Regions from separate parts of the Callithrix jacchus genome. Here region 2 is linked to region 1. A link is a contact called in public Hi-C data. All regions are on one chromosome and are shown on one strand. The core of a region is the stretch at or near the end of the contact, and the rest is flanking DNA. Distances in the headings are between cores, read along the strand shown.

Region 1 (7,608 bases), core at 3,621-6,120:
GACCCCAGAGGAGGTGCAGTTTCAGGACAGAAGCACAAGGTGGCACCATGACACTCCCCTCAGTCACTGTCAATCGCATATGCAGGTGGTAGGCTGCATCTTCTCATCCTCCAAAATGGCTCTGCCAGGGAAGGAAAGTACAGTGGACTCCAGCAAATTAGAAACCGCACTCTTAGGATGGGAAGAGCTTCTGAGACCTCTGAATCCAGTAGGTTTCCACGTGGGGTCCATGAAACCTATACATGGACTCCAGGACCCGGGGAGCCCCTGAATTGCAACGCACTTTTCAGGAGAAACCTCCAACATTTTCACTCCAAGGTGTCTATGTCGCACCAAAGGTGAGAAACTCTGACTACCACCAGTGCTCCCACCAAGGTCAGACCTGACAAGAACTTCCTCAGCAGCAGGCAGCCCCGGCCAATTCCACATTATTACCAGGCACCTGGAGCCCTGCGAGTCCTTTGCTCTTTCAGTGGAGGACCCAGTAATGCTTGGAACCACTAGACCTGTGGACACTGGGACTCTCCTTCCAAAACTAGAGCTTTTGTGAGGGACCAGCAAATTTGCACCCCTCCCACACACACACCCCTCTCTCCACTGTCTTAAGATTGAACAAATCACATCCTTTGCACATTGATGTCCCTTTGCCTGTCAAAGGTGTCTAGATGCTTCTATGATAAGTAAAATATAATTGCACAATATGGTTACTGAATTCACAATCACTTTGATCATTATATAGTTTCTCAAGAAGTGGATGTTTTATAAAAGTCTGATATAGAATTGATTTCGTTGAAGTTGAATATATATTTGACTCTATGTGTGTCTAATATAATGAATGGTGCAGGGAGTCTGTCAAATATTTTGAGCGAAATGAGAAACTTCATACTCAAAATGGTTGGAGCCACTGTCTGTGGTGAGAGGGAGGGGTCGTGAGTGATGTCTGATGGCCAAAAGGTGAGCTGGACGATGGGGGCAGGAAGCTGTGGCAGCAGGTGGGGGGCATGAGGCGGAAGTAAGCCTGCAGCCTGTGGGGCTGCTCAAGTGGAACCACAGAAGGAGATCGAGAATGAGCGAAGATGCAAATTTTTAATTCAGCATCTTCTAAAAAAAAAAAAATTCCCAGAAATGACTGTATTTGCTACTGGTGTATAAAAATATCCATTAAATACCACATTTGCTGGTGTTACTTCTCTCATCCCGGCTGCTCTAGCAGCCTGAATTCTGCCTCTTTCTTCCCTGAGAGCTGGGCTCAGGGAACCCACGCATCAAACTCAGGGGGTCAGGCCTGCAGGTGGGTGGCTCCCTTGGGACCCTGTAAAACCCAACGCCGAGCAGAATGGAGATGCTGAGGTTTGGGGCTCCTTTAAAGGCCTCCTCTCAGCTTCTCTACAGTTCACTGCCTACAAATGTCCTCCAGACACAGGCTCTGAGGCCAGAGCTACTGAATATTTATCAAGGCCTCCTGGCAGACGTGGGAGACTGAGAACAGGAAAATCAGGCCCGGGCGGGCATCTGTGGAGCCTGCCTGGGTGCTAGCCAGACACTACAAGATTCAAGTTGCCCAGTTTACTCTACAGAGCCCGCCCCGCCCTGCCCCGCCCTGCGCTCCCTCCTTGGGGAGGCATGCTTGGACCTGGCTACTGCCAGGACTTTTGCTTCTTGTCACCATCCTCCATGCTGACTTCCATTGCGAGACCTACCCCACTGTGGCTCCATTGTCTGCAGTGGCCTGGGCTGACCAGCTCCGCCTGGAGCCCTGCCCTGGGTCGATGTGGGCTAACACAGTGTCACAAAGCCCTGCTTTGTGGTCCTGACAGGAGGATTTATCATTAGCTGTGAGATGGTCCCTGGCAGATCCTGGCATGTGGTGAGCAGACAGATCTGTGCTGATCACAGTATGTTGAGTACCCCTAGTTAAATGCAGCACCTGGAGCCTTCAAATCTGCCACATGGATCTTATGGCTTCAGGCTCACTGGCACCTTTTGTGTTGGCCAAAGTATGGGTATGGGGTAGATTAGGAGCAGTAGCTTGTACCCAGTGATGGCTGGGCCTGGTTTACAGGAAAGGTACCCTAAGGTTGTGCAGGCCCTGACGTGTCCTCCTGGCATCTGGGACAGCACAGCATATTTGGGGTGCCCATCCCTGCCTTGGACACAAATCCCCAAACAACGGCAGCAGCCCTGTAGGTGGGATATCTGACCAGAAGAAAATGGAAGTCAATATCTCTTTGATCTTCGAGTAAGGAAGAATTTCTTAACTATAACACACCAAAAAAATCACAAATTATAAAAAGAAAGATTTGTGATTTCATCCACATCAAATTGAAGAACCTTGGTTCATCACAGATATTTTAAAGAAACTCAAAAGATAAGCCACACACTAGGAAAAGATATGTGTGGCACGTAAGTGACAAAAGATAAACATCAGGAAAATAATCAAGAGTCCTGCATGCCTGGTGGGGTGGAGGGAGGGGGAAATAGACAAATAGTTCAGAAGAAAAATGAGAAAAAAATATGAATAGGCATAACCTTGTCAGTATCCAGGAAAGTGCAAAACAGGCAATGAGATCTGTTTCCTCTGGTCTGTTTCCTCCAGTCTCGCTCCGGGGCCTGGAGATGCTGCTTGGATGGCTTTCAGTGGCCCTGGACCTCTCCCTGGGAAGCCTGGCCTATCAGGCTCTGCAGAGCCCTCTGCTTTGTCCTTCCCCTGCTTTGTCCTCCCACTCAGAGCCTGAGTCTGCTCCTGCCCCTTCCCTTCCTGTCCTTACCACTGATGAGTGTGTCAGATCCTCCAGTTTCTAGAGATGCCTCCTCACCACATCCTCAGAGTCTTCCCTTGCCGTCTCCCCAGGTCTTATCTGCCAGTGGGCTTTAGAGAGCGTTATTATTATTATTATTACTATTATTATTTTGAGACAGAGTCTCACTCGGTTGCCCAGGCTGGAGTGCAGTGTCATAGTCTCGGCTCACTGTAGCCTCTGCCTCCCAGGTTCCAGAGATTCTTCTGCCTCAGCCTCCTGAGTAACTGGGATTACAGGTATGTGCCACCACACCTGGCTAATTTTTGTGTTTTTAGTAGAGAAAGAGAGAGTTTCAGTATGTTGGCCAGGCTGGTCTTGGACTCCTGACCTCAGGTGATCCACCCACCTTGGCCTCCCAAAGTGCTGGGATTACAGGCGTGAGCCACTGCACCCAGCCTAGAGATCATATTTTCACTCCACTTCACAAGCCCAATGGTGAGTTTCAGCAGGGCCTCAGAACAGGCTATTGATGGTAGGGTAAACATGGCTGACAACTAGCACCTTCTAGACCAAGAGGGGCTCCCTCAGCCGGCCACAGAGCTATCCCTTCTCCCTCATGCACAGCCCCACCAGACTACTGTCCAAGGCGGAAGTTGTGTGTAACAAGCAGCTCACACAGACTGCAGCCAGGCCTACAGAGGCGACTTTCCTGAGGGGCTGCCTACATGGCCTGGTCACTCAGGATCTTGCTGGCACTGTTTCTTAGGAGCTTGCCTTGTTGGGAAACCTTTCCTGATTAGCCTTAAGGAGCCTCAACAGGCAGGTGAAAGTATGTCCTGAAATGCCTGAACTCACGCTCGGTATGAGAACTAGCTACAACTCAGCATGCCATGACTCTTTGCATCACTGCTTGTCCAACAAGTCAGCAGTCCCCAACCTTTTTGGCACCAGGGAACAGTTTTGTGGAAGACAGTTTTTCCATGAACAAGGAGGATGGGGTGGTTTTGGGATGAAACTGTTCCACCTCAGATCATCAGGCAGTAGGTGCTCATAAGGGGCAGGCAACCTAGATCCCTCGCCTGCACAGTTCACAGTAGGGTTTGTGCTCCTGTGGAGAATCTAATGCTGCTACTGATCTGACAGCAGGTGGAGCTCAGGCAGTAAACGCTCTTGCCCATCACTCACTTCCTGCTGTGTGGCCCAGTTTCTAACAGGCCCTGAGGTTAGGGGCCTCTGCAATAAATAACACATGCTAATCAGTGGGGTTTGTGTGCCGCTTCCTAACTGACTGTTCTTAGGAACTGGTGAAACCTTAAGTCAGGTGGGACTGAGCAAGCCCTTGGGTCATGGTCTATTCTCCTTGCTGCTCTGCTCTCCTGTCTTGTTTGAGGCTCCCCTCCCTCCCTGTGTGTCTCCTAAGCCAGTCCAGCTTCCAGGGGTCACTGTTGTTTCTCATGGCCTTCATAAAAACAGCAGGCAGGCAGGTCTCTGGCCTGCGATGGCTCCCAGTACAGTTCTTGTCATCTGTATATCAAGGAGATTTTACTTCTTTCTTTCTCAGTTCCTCTTTCTCACTCTCTTTTTTTTTCTGTTTTTCTTTCACTCAAAAAATCAAGCTTCCATTATGCACAGAGTCTTGTAGACACTTGAGGACACACCAGTGAACAAAACAGTCTTAAATCCTTGCCCTCATGGAGATTATGTTCCAAATGGGGAGACAGGAAATAAACAAAATGTGAAACCAGTCCCAAGAATAACTTCTATTTCCATGGCACACAGCTGCAAAAACAGGGCACTTCACTGACCTCTTAGCGTAACTACCATGGATGAGGCAATCACTACAGGCTAGGCATTGCATTTAAATCACTTCATAACCCCCGTGGGAGGTGCTATTCTTATCCCAGTTTACAAATGAGGACACAGGCACACAGGGAGACTCAATGATTTCCCAAGATCATCCATCTGCTAAGAAATGGAGTCTGGATTTGAATCTGAAACCGTGGGACTCCAGCGTCTTTGTTCTTCGTCCCTGTGCAGTATGCCTCCCAGCTTCTGCCCTGGCTGCCTCCACACTCACTCAGCAGCCTCTGTACTGTATCCTCCACGGGGGAGGCAGTGCATGGTGTGGCCGCTGAACATATGGGTGATGAATGGGGTTTTCTGACGGGGTGATGAACGGTGGGACTGACGTGCCACTGTTCCTCTTCTGTGCAGAAGCCCCTGCCTGCCCTGCATGCCACCATCTAACCTAGCAGCCAGCAGCTGCCTGGTAGTGGCCATGCAGCTCTGTTACAGCCCCTGCTGGGTACATGATTCACAGGGGTGCAGTGCTGCCCTGCCCAGGCTCAGGCCCTGGCCTGCACCAGCCTGAGACAGAGCACTGGGTCAGAGGTGCTTCCTGTGGCTCCACTGCCCAGGGCCTCAACAGAGCAGGGCTTAGGGCGAGCCTCTGGGTGTGTGGAGACAGCTGGAACTATTACTGGTAGAGGGTATTGACTGCAAGTTGTCCAGGTTCTTGACATTTTGAACAAAGAATTGGACAAAATGCACAGCAAAGAAAGGAAAGAATGAAGCGACTAAAGCAGAGATTTATTGAAAATGAAAGTACACTCCACAGGGTGGGAGCAGGCCTGAGCAGCAGCTCAAGGGCCCTGGTTACAGGATCTTCTGGGGCCCAAATACCCTCTAGAGGTTTCCCATTGGCCACTTGGTGTACACCTCATGCAAATGAAGTAGCGGCCTGACTCAGTCTGACTGGTTGCAGAAAGCAACCATTCAGAGGCTGAAGGGAAGTTACTCTCTCATACAAATGTCTAATTGATTGCAGAAAGCAACTAATCAGAGGCACTTTCCATTTTCACCTGCCAGCCAGAGAGGATTGTTGGGGGGGTGGGATTTACAAAGGGAGTGGCCCCTGTTCCTTTTGGTACTTAAGTGTGGAAAGTTGGGATTTTCCTTTTGATTTAGTTCTAGTTAGTCAATGTGAATTGGTCTTAGGTTTTCTGCCTCCAGACCCTATTCCCCTGACTCAGAACCTGCCCGGCAAGACTAAAGGTGGTCTCACAGTCCAGAAAAGCCACAGTAGGAACCCAGGGAAACACTCCTTTACCCTCTGTAGGTTCACTAGAAAATCCTCTCAGAAAATGCAGATTAATAAGAGAAAAAGCATAAAAGTTTGTTAATGTGCATGCACATGGGGGAGAACCATAGAGCGATTACATCTGTCCCCCTGGGGTTCAGAGGTGGATGTACCATCCTGAGGTTACAGAAAGAATATGGGCATGGATGGAGCAAAACAGGTTATGGGAGGAGATGAAGAGGCCTGAGGAGCCAAGGTGGTCTTGTTACGCAGACAAAACCTCACAGGGAGCAGCCCTAAGAGAATCGATGGGAAATGTTGCCTTCAGACCTTTAAAGGTGTCCCACTTTCAGTTAATTTTTCCTGGACTGGACAAAGGAAGACCTCTGAGAAAACTTGTCTGCATCAATGCAGATTCTCTGCTGATACAAATCTCCCCAGAAAGACAGCATGGCAGGGCTCCTTCTGTTTGCATTTCTTCGGAACAGCCATCTCAAATTATTCAAAGAAGTGTATCTGCAGATGAAACATGTTGGCTTCTTTCACCACCCACCACCCAAGTAGGGTCTACAGCATGGGGTGAGGGGAGTTGATCTCCAGGTCTCCAGGTTTCTTTCTTGCACTTAGGGACAGGAAGCTGAACCCAGGAAAGAAACAGAGCACATATGCGGGTGTGCACGTGCGCTCGTGTGTGTGTGTGCACAGAATGTCTCACCAAAACTCAGTATACGAGGCCAGACAGTGATGTTTGTTCCTCCCTGTCTTGGAAGATAGGAAGTCAACTCTGGGGGCATGAGTTACTGTGCTTTGAATAATAAGCTGTGTGACTTTGGGCAATTGTCCAACCTCTCTGGAACTCAATGCCATTGTCTAAAAAATAGGACTAAGAACCCCTTTCCTGGCCGGGTGTGGTGGGTCACGCCTGTAATCCCAGCACTTTGGTAGGCCAAGGTGAGCAGATCATGAAGTCAGGAGATGGAGACCATCCTGGCTAACATGGTGAAACCCCGTCTCTACTAAAAATACAAAAAATTAGCCGGGCATGGTGTCACACACCTGCAGTCCCAGCTACTTGGGAGGCTGAGGCAGGAGATTCACTTGAACCCAGGAGGCGAAGGTTACAGTGAGGCGAGATCCTGCCATTGCACTCCAGCCTAGGTGACAGAGCAAGACTCTGTCTCGAGGAAAACAAAAATATTTAGGGCAGGCAGGGGTTAAATTTGCCAATTGCCAGAGCACACTATGTGTAGTTAAAATCCTCTACTCTTTCAGTGATTGAGGGCAAAAAAAGAAAAGAAAGTCCTCCACTCTGTCTCAGAAACATTATTCTGTAAAGTTAATGTGTCCCATGAAGGGTCTTTGTGGTGACTCATCCCATCATTTCCTCCACTCCCACCAAGAGGTGAGGCCTGGGGAGTGCATCAGGAAGCAGGTGTCTTACGAATCTGAGGTGCAGGGTGAGGGCTCCCGCCTCTCTGTGTTTAAACAGGGCCCTGCTGCACACCTCACCACTGCTTGTTGGGAAACAGCCGCACCATAAGGCCTCTCCCCAGGCTAGTGTGGAGCCCAGCAGATGTGCCATTTGCCTCCATAGCAACAGATGTGACCCTAAAACCAATGAGGTTCCTGCCCTGAAAGGCTCCACTGGCTTCTGAGCCTGTGTCTAGAGAGAGTGGGCAAGGATTGCAGATGCATGGAGAGATGGGCGCTGTTACTAACCCCCTCGCTGGCATACGCTTATTTCCTTTATCCTCCCATCAGCTCTGTGAAGCATCCACCACTTTAGTG
Region 2 (7,608 bases), core at 2,518-5,017, 96 kb after region 1:
CGTGAGCCTGGGGAGGTTGAGGCTGCAGTGAGCTGAGATTGTGCCCCTGCTCTCCAGCCTGGGTGACCCTGTCTCAAAAGAAGAAGGTATACTAAACATAATGAACAGTTTAATTTTGTTGTTGTTGTTGTTTTGTTTTTTTTGGAGATTGAATCTCACTTTTTGCCCAGGCTAGAGTGCAGTGGCACAATCTTGGCTCACTGCAACCTCTGCCTCCCACATTCAAGCGATTCTCCTGCATCAGCCTCCCCAAGTAGCTGGGACTACAGGTGCATGCCGTCATGCCTGGCTAATTTTTTGTGTTTTGGTAGAGACGGGGTTTCACCGTGTTGCCCAGGCTGGTTATAGACTCCTGAGCTCAGGCAATGCGCCTGCCTTGGCCTCCCAAAGTGCTGGGATTATAGGCGTAAGCCACTGTGCCCAGCCTAATGCATTTTTAAAATAAAGTAAACCCCTTATCAGGTCAAGAAACAGAACTTTGTGAGAGCCCTGGAGCCCTCCTGCCTATCCTTTCTCAGTTACAGTCCCTGTTAACAGTAATCAGTGCCTCTACTTTGATGGTTATTCATCATGTCTTTGATTTTCTTTAAAATTTTATTACAAACATATATGTCCATGGCCACTATTATTTGATTATACCTGCTATAGAAATTTATGGAAATGGATCCATCCAGGATGTGTTCTTCATATCTGGCTTCATTCACCAACATGATGTTTATGAGATCCATTCTCGTTGTTACAAATAGTGTAGCTTATTCACTGTCGTTGTGATGTAGCATTTTATTGCGTGAATAATCAGTAGTTTTTCACAAATTCATACCATTGCAGATATTGTTACCAATTTGGGGATTTTATGAATAAATTCTGCTCTGAACGTTCCTGCCTCCCTAAGCATATGTCAGTAGGGTGTCCACCCTGCAGTAGAATTGCTTGGTCGTGGGGTATGTTTCGTTGGCTTTGCTATATGATGCCAAAGTGATTCTGTGGATTTATACTCCAAGAAGTTATACATGAGAGGTCTTTGTACCCCACATCCTGTCGACACTGGAGAATGCTAGTGTGTAAGGTTAGCTCCTCTGGGTGGTATGTATGGCTATATCTGTGTGTGTATGTGTGCATGTGTGTGTGTGTGACAGAGATTTTCTAACCTTTCATTATTTATATTTATAATATTTTTTTGAGATAGGGTCTTATTCTAATGCCCAGGCAGGAGCGCACTGGCACAATATTGGCTTAACTAGGCTCAAGTGATCCTCCAACCTCAGCCTCCTGAATAGCTGAGACTAAAGGCACATGCCACCATGCCCAGCTAGTTGTTTTTTTTTTTTTTTTGAGACGGAGTCTTGCTCTGTTGCCCAGGTGGAGTGCAGTGGTGTGATCTTGGCTCATTGCAACATCTACCTTCTGGGTTCAAGCGATTCTCCTGCCTCAGCCTCCTGAGTAGCTGGGATTACAGGCACACGCCACCGTACCTGGCTAATTTTTGTATGTTTAGTAGAGACAAGTTTTCACCATGTTGGTCAGGCTGGTCTTGAACCACTAAATTTGTGATCCGCCCCCCTCAGCCTCCCAAAGTGCTGGGATTACAGGCATGAGCCACCGTGGCTGGCCCCAGCAAATTTTTTATAGAGATGGGGTTTTGCCGTATTACCCAGGCTGGTCTTGAACTCCTGGACTCAAATGATCCACCTGCCTTGGCCTATCAGAGTGCCAGATTGCAGGTGTAAGCCACTGTGCCTGGCAAAACATTTCAAATATAAAATAATACAGAGAACACATGCCTCTTGCTACCTCAAAAATTACTAACATTTGGCATATTTGTTCTATCATTTATCTATCAATTGACCTAGTTATCTATTTCCCTGTATTTATCTATTTTGTGTGTGTTCACTGATCTTAAAATATTTCCTCATGACTCCCCTAAGATGAGGGATATTCTACCATTTTGTGATGATGATCAAGAAAATAAACAATTTATTCATATCATACAGTATTTTGCCCATATTCAAATTTCCCCAATTTGACCTGAAAATGTTTTTATAGTTAATTTTTGAAATTGTAATCCACCCCAAATTTATGCATTGCATTTGTATTGTGTATTTAGTCTCTTTTAATTTTTAATCTTTGTTATTTTTTCTTTTTTTTTTTTAATGACTTTGGCTTTTTAAAAAGCACAGGCCAGCTTTTTAAAAAGTCCTGACGAGTCCCACATTCTGCATTTATCCCATGTTTTCTTATGGTGTCCTACTCATTTTTCTCTGTTCTCTATAAACTGGGGATTGGGCTTCATTAGCTAAATCTCAGTGTGACTTTAATGCGTGTCTGTTGGATTTCTTTTCTTTTCTTTTTTTTTTGAGATGCAGTTTTGCTCTAGTTGCCCAGAGTGGAGTGCAGTGGTGTGATCTCAGCTCACTGCAACCTCTGCCTCCTGGGTTCAAGTGATTCTCCTGCCTCAGCCTCTGGAGTAGCTGGGACTATAGGCATGTTCCACCATGCCTGGCTCATTTTTCTATTTTTAGTAGAGATGGATTTTCACCACATTGGCCAGGTTGGTCTCAGGTGATCCACCCACCTTGGCCTTCCAAACTGCTGGAATTACAGGTGTGAGTCTCCATTGCCTGGCCTGCTTTTTTACTTCTGTAAGGATATCTTTTGGTGAGCAGAAGTTTTAAATTCTAATGTCTAATTTATCAATATTTCTGTGACCTCTTTAAGAAATCTTCCCTAACCTGGGGTCACAAAGATGATTATAGCTGATCTCCCTGATCACCTTCCATAATTGGGTGTAAGGTCCTGCCAAAGGATTACAGGCACACCACTATGCCTTGCTAATTTTGTATTTTTAGTAGAGTCAGGGTTTCACCATGCTGGCCAGGCTGGTCTCCAACTCCTGACCTCGTGATCTGCCCGCCTCAGCCCCCTAGAGTGCTAGGATTACAGGTGTGAGTCATTGCACCCAGCCTGATTTTCTAAAGTTTTACCCCAGTACATACTTCCTTAGCTGCTGCAGGATTATGACAAATCTTGATGCCCGCCATGCAAGCTCTCCCTCTGAATTACTTCAAGAATGATGTGGCTAGAATTCTGACATTTCAGACGAGACTTGGCTCAAACCTCATGCGGCTTTTTGGAGATAGGACTATGGGGTTACTATTCTTTCCTGGGCTGTGATCTCGGAAGTAACTTACTCGACTTTCCAGTTGGTCCTTTCCAGGGACTCTTCTCACTTGTGGTTTAAAGAAAGATTTGAATTGAGATCACAGAAGCCCAGTGTTCAGAATGCCCAGATCTGTTATGTTCTACTTTCTGGGACAGGTGGAAACACAGGATGTGAATCTAAAATAGCTGGTGACCTTTTTGAGGAAAATCTCCGGATTTTTAAAAATGGGTGCCTGAGAGGCAATTTTGATCTCTCCTTTGGGGGCTGTACCCTGTAGAGAGAATGAACTCTGGGGTCAGGTTTTTGGGCTCAGTTCCCACCCACAATCCCTACTAGCCCTATGACCTTGGTCACATTGCCTAACCACCCTGGCCTGTTTCCTCATCAGAAAAATGGGGATAGGAATAGAATCCACCTCATAGGTGTTTCTGAGGATTAAATGAGATTATATACAAAAATGGCCTGGCACAGAATAAGTGCTTGGTAAATCTTGGCCATGATTACTTTTGTGGAAAAGAATTCCTTTTCCTCCAAGGACTTTGAGACCAACCCAGGAGGTAGCAAAACCCATTCCTCGTGTATTTCAGAGGCACAGAGGCTTTACTTGTTGGAGACTCAGCACAGGCCAGGTTAGTCCTCATATTATCACCTGCCCCTCAGCACTCAGAAAGGCAGTTAGTTTGTAGCTGTTGACCTGAGGCAAAATTAATATATATAGAGTTTATTTGGGCCAAATTTGAGGATTTCATCCAGGAGCCCAGATTCAAGTTGCTTTGAATATGCATTCTAGTTAGCAGCAGTTTCAAGTGGATTATTTTTTTGAAGCAGAGTCTCACTGTGTTGCCTAGGCTGATGTGCAGTGGCATGATCACAGCTCACTGCAGCCTCCACAGCCTAGGCTCGTCATCTTCCCGCCCAAGCCTTCTGGGTAGCTGAGACTACAGGCACACACTACCACATGTGGCTTATTTTTTGTAGAGATAAAATTCTGCCATATTGTCCAGGCTGGTCGTGAATTCCTGGGCTCAAGCAGTCCTCCCGCTACAGCCTCTCAAAGTGCAATTACAGATGAGAGCCACTGTACCTGGCCACAAGTGGGGTTTTTTTTTTTTTTCAGGCAAAGTCTTGCTCTTGCCACCCAGGCTGGAGTGCAATGGCGTGATATCGGCTCACTGCAACCTCTGCCTCCCGGTTTCAAGTGATTCTCCTGCCTCAGCCTTCTGAGTAGCTGGGATTACAGGCGCCTGCCACCACTCCCAGCTGATTTTTTTTTTTTTTGAGGCGGAGTTTCGCCCTTGTTACCCAGGCTGGAGTGCAATGGTGCAATCTCGGCTCACCGCAACCTCCGCCTCCTGGGTTCAGGCAGTTTTCCTGCCTCAGCCTCCTGAGTAGCTGGGATTACAGGCACGCACCACCATGCCCAGCTAATTTTTTGTATTTTTAGTAGAGACGGGGTTTCACCATGTTGGCCAGGCTGGTCTCGAGCTGCTGATCTCGTGATCTGCCTGCCTTGGCCTCCCAAAGTGCTGGGATTACAGGCGTGAGCCATGGGGCCCGGCCTACAAGTGGAGGTTGGGGTTAGACTGATCTGCAGTTAGGCTGGCATCTGTCAGGGCATGCATGATTGTTCCAATACAGATGTTCCGTACGAAGCTGGCACAAGAGTTTACGGTTGTTTGTCATTCCCTATATTTCTTTCTGTCCCCACTTGGTTGGGCCTGCCTGGCCAACATGGTGAAACCCTATCTCTACTAAAAATACAAAAATTAGCCAGGTGTGGTGGCACGTGCCTGTGGTCCCAGCTTCTCGGGAGGCTGAGGCAGGAGAATCGCTTGAACCCGGGAGGTTCAAGTGGTTGCAGTGATCACTCCACCACAATTCAGCATGGGCGACAGAGTGAGACTCCATTCCAAAAACCAACCAACCAAACAGAAACACAAAGAAGGAGTCATCTGACCCCCAACCCCAGCATTCTTTTGACAGTCGCTAAAGTCACAGATACACTTGACCTTGCAGTTTTTAGAGGGGAATTTGTCACCTTTCAGTGAACAAACGGAAGATCTTTGAGCAGTGAGAAAAACCTGTTAAAAAGAAAAACCTTAGACAAGTTTGGCAGAGTTTAAGTGAGGAAAAAAAACCCAGAACACACACAAAAAAATCCACGACGTGTGAATCAGGCACCCCTCAGATTCAGAACTGGTTCTAAGAGCTCCGTCAGCAATGTGATCAGGTATTATGGATGCACGGAAACCGGAAGTGAGGTACACACAAGGCATAACTAGTTCCGGGTCAGCGTTTGCCTTATTTGATTGTTGGCTGCGTGTGATTGGAGGAAGCTCAGTTGCTGCGATGGCAGAGACTCAGCTGTTTCTTACAAAGGCGTACTCCTAAATTTAGGTTTTTGATTAGTATAAGTAGTAAGCCAGGCTGCCTGCAGTTAGTTAAGAAAGGACTTGGGTGCAAAGGCTTCCTCCGGCCAAATTTAGGTTATTTTAACATCCCCAATGGCCAGACACAGGCTTCTTTGAAGCCAACTGCTTAGAGTAAAACTGTGATGAAATTTCCTTTTGAAATATATACTCCTTGAAATTTGGAAGATGTTTTGGGATAACAGATGTTCTCTGTGCCCAAAAATAAGGATGGCTTATTCCAAAACGCAGGTGAGTGAGCCCTTCTCTGGAAAGAACTTGCTGACTGCAATTATCAGGGCAGTCCACAGAAGAAAAAAAATAAGGCTGCGTCAAAACACTGGCTCCTCTCTCCGAGAACATTGGAGAAGCTGCCCCTCAGAGGAAGGTGGCTTTCCAGGAGGCAGATGTTGAGTCAGGAGGAAGGTTGTTTCAGGATATTATGTTAAAACAACAACAACAACAGGCCAGGTGCCCTGGCTCACGCCTGTAATCCTAGCACTTCGGGAGGCCAACGCAGGTAGATCACTTGAGGTCAGGTGTTCGAAACCAGCCTGGCCAACATGGTGAAACCCCGTCTCTACTAAAAATACAAAAATTAGCCCAATGTCGTGGTGCATGGCTGTAATCCCAGCTACTCGGGAGGCTGAGGCAGGAGAATCACTTGAACCCGGGAGGCGGAGGTTGCAGTGAGCTGAGATGGTGCCACCACAATCCAGCTTGGGCGATAGAGCAAGACTCAGTTTCAAAAACCAACCAAAAAAAAAAAAAAAAAAAAAAAAAAAAGGAGTCATGTGACCCTAATCCCCAGCAAAGTCTGAACTTAGAACGAGTACAGATTCCATCAGAACTGTGATCTGTTTGAGATCAGAGAGGCTCATGTAACATTTTAGCTTTGCTTGTTCTCTAAATGTCAGAAAATTCTAGACATTTTCTGCCTTGAAATAGATTTCCTGGGGTGTGCACACCTGCCTTGCTTCAGCTCTCAAATATATCCCGGGAGCAATTTGCCCTGCAACAGGCTGGGGCCCTACGCTCAGCCCTCTGCTGCCCTCTGCTGGAATGCCGCTGACAGCACCAATAGTGCTTATCCTCAAAGCTTTGGCCAATTCCTGGTATTTCTTTTTGGTCTGTAACAGAGAAAAGCTGACAAGCAAATTATAGACCTTTGTGCCTTATAACTGAACGCCAAGTAAAATTAACGCCCTATTAAAACAGAATGAACAACATGACTGTTAACAAGCAATGATAGGGACAGGAGAGGTGACTCACACCTGTAACTCCAGCGCTTTGGGAGTCAGAGGCAGGCGGATCACAAGATCAGGAGATTGAGACCATCCTGGCCAACATGGTGAAAATCTGTCTCTACTAAAAAAAAAAAAATTAGCCGGACGTGGTGGCACATGCCTGTAGTCCCAGCTACTCGGGAGGCTGAGGCAGGGGAATCGCTTGAACCCGGAAGGTGGAAGTTGCAGTGAGCCGACTTACACTCTGGCACCACTGTGCTCCAGCCTGGTCACAGAGTGAGACTCTGTCTCAAAACAACAAGAACAACAACAACAAATGCAGTATAGAGACATCAGTTGCCTTTTAACTTCATTACAGGCAAGAAAGACTATATTTCTTGTACTTAACAAGAAATGCTTTTCAGTGGCCATATTGTGCCTAATACTGTGCTCATACTAAAAGGGACACATGAAAAAAGTTACTCTCTGCTTGCAGGAGTTTATAATCACATAACTCAGAAGGTGGGGAAGTCATTACAAAATGAAACAGATGATGATATATCCCACGAGAGAGCACCAGATAGTGATGAGCTCAGATTCAGCTAGAGATCAGGGAGGATGTTGAAAAGCAGCTGAGGCAGCTGGGCTGTGAGGAGGTGGGGACATCCTGGAGAGAGAACAACAGGGATGACATCTCAGACGGAGGGAAGAATGGTGTGTATGTATGCGTGTGTGGATAAAGAACTCTTTCTATCTGTGCCCATATGTTTGGAAAGAGTGTTATCAGGTTGCCGTGGGTTCCTTACAGCCTAAT

Evidence for each region. A called contact is a pair of places that touch in the nucleus more often than the background predicts.
Region 2: a Hi-C map of skeletal muscle shows a contact between it and region 1, with 10 times the contacts expected there. The contact joins two enhancer-like sites. A contact is called at or near these places in 3 of 3 Hi-C or Micro-C datasets (induced pluripotent stem cells and skeletal muscle).

Annotation. Positions count from the first base shown.
Region 1 is chr11:76,440,416-76,448,023 of calJac240_pri, forward strand. No RefSeq gene overlaps it. Among named protein-coding and RNA genes, the nearest start is that of SYPL1, 59 kb to the right of the region's middle. Within about 2 kb of position 4,871, at least 8 of the 16 cell types and tissues checked have an H3K27ac peak or open chromatin away from gene starts, as enhancers often do. A contact at or near this core is called in skeletal muscle, where this site is marked.
Region 2 is chr11:76,537,709-76,545,316 of calJac240_pri, forward strand. The region is part of intron 1 of LOC144578394 (a long non-coding RNA gene); the gene reads left to right. Among named protein-coding and RNA genes, the nearest start is that of SYPL1, 38 kb to the left of the region's middle. Within about 2 kb of position 3,768, at least 1 of the 16 cell types and tissues checked has an H3K27ac peak or open chromatin away from gene starts, as enhancers often do. A contact at or near this core is called in skeletal muscle, where this site is marked.